2 separate regions of the Anas platyrhynchos genome follow, and region 2 is linked to region 1. The links are chromatin contacts, called in public Hi-C maps. All regions are on one chromosome and are shown on one strand. Each heading gives the region's core, a stretch centred on a gene start, on an enhancer-like site or on the middle of the called end of the contact. The rest is flanking DNA. Distances are from core to core; before and after follow the strand shown. Region 1 has its middle 17 kb from the start of UBTD2. Region 2 has its middle 86 kb from the start of SH3TC2.

What was found. Hi-C and Micro-C count contacts between places; a contact is called where the count stands out from the background.
Region 2: a contact with region 1 is called in a Hi-C map of liver, with 2.1 times the contacts expected there. The contact joins two enhancer-like sites. A contact is called at or near these places in 2 of 8 Hi-C or Micro-C datasets (liver and subcutaneous adipose tissue).

The regions. Positions count from the first base shown.
Region 1 is chr14:11,291,787-11,297,061 of IASCAAS_PekinDuck_T2T, reverse strand. No RefSeq gene overlaps it. Among named protein-coding and RNA genes, the nearest start is that of UBTD2, 17 kb to the right of the region's middle. Within about 2 kb of position 1,976, at least 1 of the 8 cell types and tissues checked has an H3K27ac peak or open chromatin away from gene starts, as enhancers often do.
Region 2 is chr14:11,376,073-11,381,421 of IASCAAS_PekinDuck_T2T, reverse strand. No RefSeq gene overlaps it. Among named protein-coding and RNA genes, the nearest start is that of SH3TC2, 86 kb to the left of the region's middle. Within about 2 kb of position 2,766, at least 1 of the 8 cell types and tissues checked has an H3K27ac peak or open chromatin away from gene starts, as enhancers often do.

The DNA of each region.
Region 1 (5,275 bases), core at 727-3,226:
TTTGCTGTATTTAATCCCCCAGACCAGTTCCAAACTCTATTCAAGGAAACAGGGACTCTCCCTGGCCATCCCAGTGCATGAAATACTGAACAATATTCCACCTGAGCCACGGCAGGGAGGAAACTGCAGAAAACAGATTTCCTGGTAAATTGAGCTCAGATCCGCATTACAGAAACGATCCCAAGCAGCAGCGATGCTGAAAAACCCCTGGGACCCCAAAAAGGCTGCCACCCTGGGAGCCTGCCCTGGGGTATCCCCAAGCCCCCTCTCAGCCCCGTTCTCCCTGCAGACTCCCCAGTGACCCCATCCTGACCAACTGCAGTGTTTTGGGGTTAAAGTCAGGAGGCCATTCACTGAGGCACAGGCTGGAGGGAGGTTTTGCTCATCTGGAAAGCACTCCCAGGTTTCCTAAGGGTCCTTTTTGTTCTCCATCAGGGCACTGCATGAAAGGAGGAGGCTGGTGGGCAACAGGGCATTTGCCAGGGGTGCCCAGGAGTCATTACTGGTCTACTTGGGGTGGACATTATCAGCAATTCCCAAAGAGGACCCTCTGTCCCAGCACTTCCACCCCAAACCCTGAGGTTTAGCAACACTCCTAATATCCCCTCCAGAACCTCTCGCACAAAAAGTTCCCACTTCAGTAAATCAGCATTTTCTGACAAAACAAAACAAAACAAAACAAAACAAAACAAAACAAGCTATTTCTCCAGAAAATTCTCAGTTGTCTCAACCGCTAATAGCCCATGCTAGTTGAATGCCCCAGGGACTTATCACTTTGTTATGTTCCTGGCACCACTTTTCCATGGAACTTGCAAATTGTTGTTTGCCCAGCTCCGCCTCTAACAGATCAGGAGAAATTCTGGCTACTGCAGCAGAGGAAAATAGCAGAGTGTGTCCACTTTTGCTACTTCAGAGTTGTTCAACCAGAAAATAATGAAGAGAGAATTGTTTTTCCTTGGCTACGCAGTGTAAGTTATTGGTGAATAAATAAGCCCAGAGGCCAGGGGATGAAGTATTTATTGATTTGTGCAGTGTTTATTTCTGAGTTAATTTGCAACCCACATAAAGAGAGAAAGAAATCGCTGTGATAAATATAAAATATGCTTTATATTGTGCGTATTATGAAAAGAGCTTCAATAAAAAGATTATTACATCTTTCTATGGGGTGTTCACTGGGTTTGCCTGTTTTCAGATCTGACAGTATAATGTGATCAAATCTTAGCAGTCGCAAGGCAGCCCCACACAGTTTTTATACTTTGCTTTATAGCACAGAGATGCCATTCTGCAAAGCTGAAATTTAGTGGGAGAAGGAGATGCAGGAGACATAAAAGGAGATGAAGGAGATGTAAAAAATGCACTATCTCAACTCCTTCGGAGATGAAATAATAGTCCCTTCTAGCTATGTATAGGTGTCTGGATGGGATTCCTCTATGTACAGCAAGCTCACATTGCCATCTCCTCAAATTTTCAGCGACTCAGAGATGACAAGGCTTAATACAGGAGACGGCTATGCTCTGACAACTCCATCTGACTGCACTGTCTGCCACAGGTCCCCAGCTAATTAACTATTGATCTAAACTTTTGAGATTTTATTAGAATCTTCTGGATGTCACATTATTGCTAATAAGGCTTTAACATACAGCGGAGAGAGAAGATGAAATGTCCAAAATGATAATTTCTCAAGAAGCATTACCCCGTTCGCAAGGCAGCCTGTGGGTGTGTACGTGCTAGCTCCGTGTGTGCTTGCAGAGAGCACTGGCTGGTTCAACTGCTTCGTGGGAGCTCCAGGACACTGCAGGCCCTGGCTCCTGGTGTTAAAGTCTTTGGACCCGATGTTACAAGACCTTTTATCTGCCTGTAAACTAGCCAGCAGCTTGCTAAACGGATCCCGTGAGTACAAGCAGTGCACGGCAGCAGGGCGGAGGAGGGAGGAGCACCAGGCTGGGTTTCCTGCAGCACACGCAGAGGTTCAGCAGAAGATCTCAGCAGGCATCTCCCATCTGAGGCTGCACGTGCCAGAGCCTGTTCTTCTTTGGCACAGAGCAGCAACACGAATGAGGAAGAGAGGCACCAAACCTCTGATCGCCGAGGGGACCACGCTGGCTCCAGCACGAGGCACTCTGAGCAGTTCCTTTGGCCTGTTTCCCACTCTGAACTCCCAGCTGGTTTAAAAGAAGGAACATGCTGTATGGTGAGCTACCGTTCCCATATCAACATCCCTACAGCAGCAGAAAGGGCACATCCTCTCCTGTCCGGGTCACGCTTCTTTGCCAAGCTCTTCATTGTCAGTGGGCGCAGCAGGTTGTGTGCTCTCGTTGAACAGGAACTGGCCAGCACTTCTGAGCAGCTTCCAAGTAAGAGATGCTGGAATCCACTGAATAAATACAGAAGGACAGGTCTAAACAAGCACGGCTCAAGTGGCACAATTCATCTAGCTTCCTGTCAGGGCCTTATCTGTTAGCCTTTCTATTTTTGTTTCTTTGCCGTAGCATATTTTCTTTATTTGTATTGTACTTCCTGGCAGTAGTTCTCTAGTGCTGCCTCCAGCTGCCTTCCTAAAGGTGCTCCACAAGGGAATGCCTCATCACCGTAACCTTAGTGATTCACAGTGATTCTTCTTTATGTCAAAAAATAACATATTATGAGGAAGAAACCCAAATTCCCGTGCTCTGTACACTTGCCACAGAAAGAGAGACACCAAGGAGCTTTGATGCCTTTGTTGTTCTCAGACACACTTAGGAAAGGCAGCACCATACTGTGCCCATGTGAATTAGACGTGTTCTGTCTTTACAAGAGCTTTATGAAGTGTCCCTTAAAGCTTTTCCATGCTAAGCATTGCCATGCTGCTGTTTGGCATCCAAGGCTGATGGAAAGCTTCCTGAACATTCAGAAACAAAAGCAGCTTGTTTTAGGAAGAGCCATAGGCCAGAAGAGGGAAATACATTCGGTGCCTCCCATTATCTGTGGTGGTGCTTTGCCTAGGCTGCCTGCACCAACATTGGCAGAAGGGCAAAGTTTATCTTGCAGCAGTGACTGGGAGGATGCTGCTGGCCTTGGCAAACCCATAGCACGTTGCACTTCTCCACAGCTTTGTGCTTGTTTTGCTACTCTGCGAGCAGGGAAATGGTGGAAATTGGTGGTGGTGTTTTGCTCATACTGTGGCAAACATAGCAGAATCCTTTGTCCAGATGCTCCCCACAAAATTCCCCTTCCACTTCAGCTCTATTTGTCAGGCCAAAAAGCGATATGCTTTTTTTATGATTTTAACAGTGGTAGACGCTGGAGTTGTCTTCATTATCTGCAAGGAGCATCCCCATGGCCATGCTCATGCCCAGCCTTGCTGCTCTGGCTGGAGAGGTCCTTGTCCAGCAGCAGAGGCACTGTGCACTGCGGTGGAGATGGCAGGGACATGGCACACATGGCACCCCTCCTCAGGATACTCAGCAAACCTCGCTTTAAAAGTGGAGTGAGCGCAACTTACAGGATAAAGGTACTAGTGGTGGGGAAATCCAGCAGTATTTTCCTGGAGGTGAACACTGACGTGATTGCCTGGCTGGTGTCACACCCAGAGCTGCCTCTCCACCTTCTCAGAGCCTTCCTTTGGCTGGTGAGATGGGTTTCAGGAGCTGACATATATACACGAGAAATGAACCTCTCCAGCCTGTGCTCATTTTCCTGTTTAAATCAGCGTGTTTTACCATAGCAACTACCAAAGAAGGATTCAGCAATGTTTGAGCAAACAAACACCTATTAAAGATCCCTTCTGAAATATTTATGCTTTGTTCCCCAAAGCCCACTAAGTGCATTGATGGAGCAGCTCAGCACGGTGCTGCGTGGAACCAGGAGTGTCAGGAGAGCCTTTTCTCAGCTGCCTGGCAAAGTGGAAAAAACATTTTTCAGCAGACTGTTTATCAGCTCCGGAGTTTAACCAGATCCACACAGCATGATTGAGGGACTGAGAGAAGGAACCCACTCCATCAGAGGCCAGGACATCCTCATCCTTCCTTCGCAATGAGGGTAGAAGCTGCAGACAGCCTTGAAGACTGGCTGCAAATTCCAAAATGTCCGGTTTTCAATCTCTCTGAAGAATTCACCCCAAAGTCTAATGAAACACTTTTTGCCAAAATTTGTCATTTTTGTGCTGAAGTTTATAATGAACTGAAAGAGATGAGAAATGCAAGAGGAGTTTGTGGGATGGAAACTGGAAGGTGTTCAGGAAAGGAAACGCAGCTTAAACAGTATAATAGGAAAATCATACCTAAGGAGATGGAGGATGTCATGACATAAACACTTGCTTCAACAGTGAAGGCAGACACTTGTCCACCTCTCTCTTTGCAGCCTCTTTGGTGCTGCAGAGGTAACCAGAGGCTGTTCTAACAGCCCTGAAAGCTGTTCAGGAGCATCCTCCTTCAAACAGGACCAAGGAATTGAGGTGGAGACCATGGAGGGAAGGCGAGACTTTTTAAACAGATTTTATTGCTGTGCAACAGCAATCTGAGAAGGCAATTTGTATCTCTCACCACTCACCATTCAGCATCCAGAACCTGCAGAATGGCCTCGTGGCCTCTTGTTGTCCAGAAAAGCCAAACACCGAGGGCTGTATGGGTACATGCTCTCCTGGTGTGTGTTTTCCTCCCTCAGGAAGCAAATCAGATGGCCTGTTCCTGAAAACACTCTCCCCAAAAACCTCAGCGCTGCAGGCATGTGCTGACATTTGACATGTCCCTTGTTTGTCGTTTGTGCCAAGTATCACTTCCTCGGCGAAGACAGAACTGCTCGAAGGAGGGCCATAAACCAGAATGAAACGACTCTGCCGAAGAAAAGTTGTTTATAATTGTGTATTCCCAGAGTTGTCAGCCAGCTCTTATGAGTAAATGTTGTTTTACAACTGAAAAAATTGTGTGAGCCTGCAGCTATTACTGTTGTTGCCTGGGGTGAGTTTTCTGCATAAATCAAGTTAGCAAGAAAATTGTGTACCATTACACAGACAGGAAGGTTTAAAACACTTGAGGTATTTAAACTGAACTATGGGCCTTGTCAAAACCACCAGAAACTACAACAAGCATGGAGTTGTACCAGCTCCCCTCCACTGAGGCTCTTCCATTTGCAGCTTCTGGGATCACCGCATGTTTGAAGAGAACGGCTGTGTGAGAAGAGACGTGCACATTTGTATTTTATCTCATTTGGTAGTTGATGGATCTGTGGGGAGTTGGGTACTGAGGAAATAGTGCCTGTTATCCCAAATATTTTCATTTGAAAAGGAGCAACGTAGTTA
Region 2 (5,349 bases), core at 1,517-4,016, 84 kb before region 1:
AGGAGGCAGACCGTGCTGAGCACGGGTTCCCAAGCCCCTCTGCCATGTCCTTCACTCGTCAGTGCCATCTCATCCATGCCCATTTCTCAGGCCACTGTCCTGTTCTTTATCAGGACTATGGCAGAGTCCTGCTGTGATCTGGATTTCTTTAAATGAGGGCATTTTCCTGGAGTATGCCTTCAAATTGTACTTTCCATTGATGTCCTTAGATTAGACCCACAAATATAAGGCTACCTTGTGACCTCCAACCACCTTCAGACAATTTTCACTCCACGGGCAGAGCCTTCGGTACCCTGTAAAAGCAAAATCTTTATTTTACTCACCTGCCTTATGCTGACGTATTTATTGAGCAAAACCCCAAAGTACATAGTGGCTGTTTAGCATCGGCCTTATTCCTATGTGAAAAACAAGCTCATTGCTTGGTTACTCGTTATGTAAATACCAATTAAAATTAAATAGCCCAACCCTTTAAGAAAAGAGGCAGCCGAGCAGTGAATCTGGGCCATGTGGTGTGTATGGGGGAGGCTGGGGCAGGTCGGTGTGGATGAGCCTCGAGAAGCCCCTTGGGTCTCAGGGACTCAACACAGCTCCTGTGCCCAGCACGAAGAAGGGCAACCACAAGGACAAGGAGCAGAGTATTTCCGACAGAAGGTTCCTGTCTGACAGCCGTCATACCCAGCTCCGGGAAAGGGAATAGGACAGGAACTTCATTACCAGCCCTTCACCAGCAGCAGGGGAAACACCTCATTAGTAGCTCTGGCTGGCGGGAGGGCTATCCGATCTGTGCCATGTGCCCGTGATTATCCCCTTGACAAGCAATGTTCCCGCTAATCCCCAGCTTCCTGCTCCGGATGGTGACTTCAGAGCTGGTGTCAGCGCTCAGGCTGGCAGCCAGGGCAGCGCGAGCCCCGCGGCGGGGGCACAGGACGGGCTGGGTGGCCCCGGTGCCATCCGCAGGGCAGCAGGTGAAAGCCTGGCAGGGTTGAAAGCTGCCTTTTGGGCAGGGGCTCCCTGCCTGTTCTGGTCCTCCCCGACCTCCTGCTGATCTTCAGCAAGGCTGGAGAAGGGAGAGCATCTTCACCTTCTCCTAGGGAAGCCCCCTAGACCAGACAGTGGTCTTGTTTAGAAACCCACCCGCCCTGGAAATGCTGCACAATTAAATGAAAAATCCCTTCCCTCAATAGCAAGGTCTAACAAGGCCAATTGTTTCCTGCCTTTCAGCTCTGCTCCAGCTGCTGCTGGTCTCCAGGCTCCAGGGGCCAGTAAAGACACTCAGGGATTAGCAATGATTTAAAAATCACAGCGGGTCTCTTCCCTTGGTGTCAAATCTGTTCAAGCCCTCCAGAGGGGAGACAACTCCCCAAACTCAGGAGCCTCTCTACTGACCCCCCAGCCTGTAACTGCCCCACAGCAAAGGCAGTGCAGTGGCACTGGGGGGAACAAACCCTCAGAAATGTCCCCCATGTGCCACTGCCCCACATCCCAGAGCGCTGCACAGCTCTCAAGTCGCACTGCCAGCCCAGCAGCCAAATTTCTGGGACCCGACCACAGTGCCAGGACCCCAAGGGACAGCCCTGGAACTCCACCAGGGTTAAGTCCACTTGGGGATTTCTCTGTCTGAGTTTTGGAAGGGATTTCAGCACGGCTTTAAATAAGAGCTCTGCCAAGGAACAGGTTTAGCATCGCAAAAAAAAAAATTACACAGAGCTCTGCCAGTGCATCTCAGCTGGGACCCACAGCACCATCTCCTCAGCCTGCAAACCAGCTCATACAGCCTCCCTTAGTCCTGGCTTCATCCCCATATCCCCCCAAATTAGCTTCTGCTCATCTTTGCTAGCAGATCTCCATCCAGAGTTACAGTAACACCTATTCATCTGGATCTGAAGGCAAAGACAAGGTTGTTTCTTGATTTTGTGGTGTGCAAAAGTGAGGGAGATGCCTCCTTGGGATGCAGATAGCAACCTCTAGCAATTGAAAGAAATGACATATTTAATGGGTCCTTCCATCCTACTGGTGGAAACACTACTGAATTTGTTATCTGGGTTGTCAGTGGAGCCAGATCAGCTCTTCTTCATCTGTAACATCTGTTCATCTTGAGCCACCTCTCTCTGCTGTTAGTAGATGTGCTATATGGTTATCAGAGTTAAAACCACAGCTCAGATATGGCTAGCCATCTGCCACAGAATGTACTGATTTGGAATAAGGAACACAGGGGCATTACCTCTTATTTACCACTGTGTCCAACACTGTTTTCTTACTCACATCTCTATATGTACTCACTGATAAATCTCGAAGGATTTAACTGGATGCAAACCTTCTTCATCTGGGAACAGGACAAAGCACTTCAGAGAACCTAGCCCTGCCTCAGTCACTTTTGGACCACTCCCCAGCAAATGTTTCTGCAGATAAGGACTCAGCATTGTTAGCTTTGGGTCCTTCACCCCAGGGGGAAGAAATGAGCACGTAGCTACTGTGGCAAATCATAAATCATGGGTTTCCTAAAGGCCCATTGGCAGCCAGGCTTCCTCAATGGTTCCAACGTTGCTGCCAGCTCCCCTTTGTGCCGTGGTTCAACAACAGGGTGACTGCCTCTACAGGGTGTGACACCTTCGTGCATGGGAACTGGGGAGCAGAAACCATCCCCAGGCTCCTGGATGGCCACGGCAAAGCAGTCCCAGGTCTCTGAGCTCCTCACACACAGTGAGCACAGTGCCAGCAGACAGGTTCCAAGTCATCCTGCTGGTGGCTAGGAGGAAAGTAGGATGCCTGGAGATGTCTAAGTACTTACTCATGCATTAAAGCATGCTTCCAAGCTCTGCCAAAACAGAAGGATTAGGGAGGGATTTATTTATTTATTTAGTTTATCTGCTTTTCAAAGATTGCTTTTATTTGTGGTTTGGCATAGCAGCGCTGTAGGTCTTTCAAGGATTGAATCGAGTAGGTCAGTGTCCTTCATAAATATGCGGTCATGAGCTGGGGCTAAGGTCTGGTACAGCAAGGAAAGGACAGAGACAAAAGGGCAGAGAGATGTGAATGTGATGGCTGTTTTGTTCTTTTGCTGAGGCTTCTTCAGCATGGGGCTTGCCTAGACCAGGAGGAAATAAAGATGGATATTGCTGGTGGAGGCTTCTGTGATTTTGTAGTAGTGCTGGAGGGATGGGTGATTTCCTGAATTGCTGTTCCTTGGCCTTTTTCCCCAGGAAGAAATGCTCTTTTTTTTCCGTGGTCCCCCATATCTGTTGCTCACCCACCTTCCCACAAGGGACATGTGGTGGGGTGCTGCTCACCCAGTTGCACAGATAGGTTTCGTTATCAGACTGTGCAGGAGAAACCCTGATAAAAATGTAGCGACAGCAGGAGGGGAGAGAGCCACAGGCCAAAAGCTGGTTTCACTTATCCACATCTTCCTGTCTCAGGGACAGAATGCAAGTGTCTGCCTGCACCAAAATTAGCAAGCACCACCCTAGTGGTGCTTAGTGTAGCGTAGCTGGGAGATACTGATTAAAAGCCCTTCTGCTTTTGTGGAGGTTTTAGGGTGACAGAAGAGAAAAAATGGAAGAGCTAGTTACTTTAAAGGATCTTTATTGGAAGTAATGGGTTTTAGAGTAGCCAGGATCTGCACTATAAAGACAAGATTAGGGAAAATGAGGAATCCGTTGAAGGGTGAGAACGAGTTTTGCTAATGTAGAGCCCCAGTAATTTGATTTGAAAAGGGAAATCAAATGATTGAGGGCGTTAGGCTCCGCAGTCGGGGTGGCTGGGCTGGAGCAGCTGCCGTGCACACTGATGTACCTGCAGTGCTTAGTGAGGAAAGGCTCAGTGCATGCAGATGGCTCACACCTGCTGAGGTGAACTGAAATTGCAAAGCTCTGTCTCTGCTAGCAGTGTAGGGAGGAAAGATCTTTTATTGCCCCTGCAGTGCCTCAGCAGACAGGGGAAACACTTGTCAAATGGACCAAAGCAGAGGCCATTCCACTGAGTCCCTACCAAAGCAATAGGCTTTAGACAATAGGATATTAAATAATACAACTAACTTTAAATAAATACTGCAACTAACTTCAAAACTTTCATAGTAGATTAACAAAGGGGGAGAAAAGCAACTGAATAGAAGTGGAAGAAATGTTTTCACCTGATTCCAAACTGGGAGCATCTTTTTCTTTAATTTCTGGGGAAGTACCTTCCTCTCAGATTGAAGAATCATTTTCCTCCATACTGTCCCACTGTGACAGTATGGAGGAAAATGGGAGCTCACGGATGACACACTGGGGTTTACCAGGTGTGTTTGGATGGGCTGGAGGGATGTGCATGTGCCTGAGTGTAATCAGGATGCCACGCTGTGAAAATACATTTGTGCTTGACTTGTTTTATGAATGATGCTTGTTTCTTTCTCCCTAATGCTCTGTGACTGACATGAAATTAAAATTCTCTGAAAGCAGGCAGCCGGTGCAGAGCCATCCCAGCATCAATGTGCCCAAACTGCTGTCCCACAAGTCTGGGCATGAAGCACACGGGGTGGTTGTGGTGATAGCAGGCACAGCTCCTCCATACCAGGAACAAGCAGGTCCTCTGCTGTGCCCTCCTCTCATCCTTGGTCTGATCCTTCTCCAGGGCTCGATGCCAAGGCAAATGCCAGCAGGGGAAATGGTGGTAGGAGAGGAAAGGAATAATATGTAACACGAGGCAATTCTCGCAATGTTGACAAGCCAGGATTATCTAATAATTGGGTTAATTTGTTAGTGCCCAGTCAACACCTGACATTATGAGCCAGACAGGTTTCTGTTTGCCTGTTCCACAGCTCGTGTTCTCAGTATGAACTTTGCATCCTCTCCGCCTTGGTAAAGGTTATCCATGTTGGATACAGCTTCTACAGCTTCTTCTCACACAGCTTCAAAAGATGTCTTTCTAGTTAGATTCTTAGGAATATCCATAAAATCTTGCATCACAGTGGAGCTCAACCTGGCTCTACAGCCTTTATAATCCAGAGTTGGATTTGAAAACTCTGAAAATTCTCAGGATGGAGGAATTGAAAATCAACTCATCCTTTCGAATTTCCATACTGTAACTCCATCTTCAAGGGATGGAGTGTGCTACAACAGAGGAATGATTAAGACATTAGCTGGCAGCACTCCTAGTAATGAATTGTCTTCATATCTGACCATATAGGGTATTAAACTTCACGGTCTCAAACTGTTTTAATAAGAAAACAACATGAAATCTATATTTTGCATCCAGTGAAACTTTGTATTTGCAAGCACTGAAATGAACTTGTGGCTGTATACTGTACTGACAAATCTTGCCTTGAATTTTAACTTGTTCTTAAAACATTTCAAAATTATAAGTTGGAGTAAC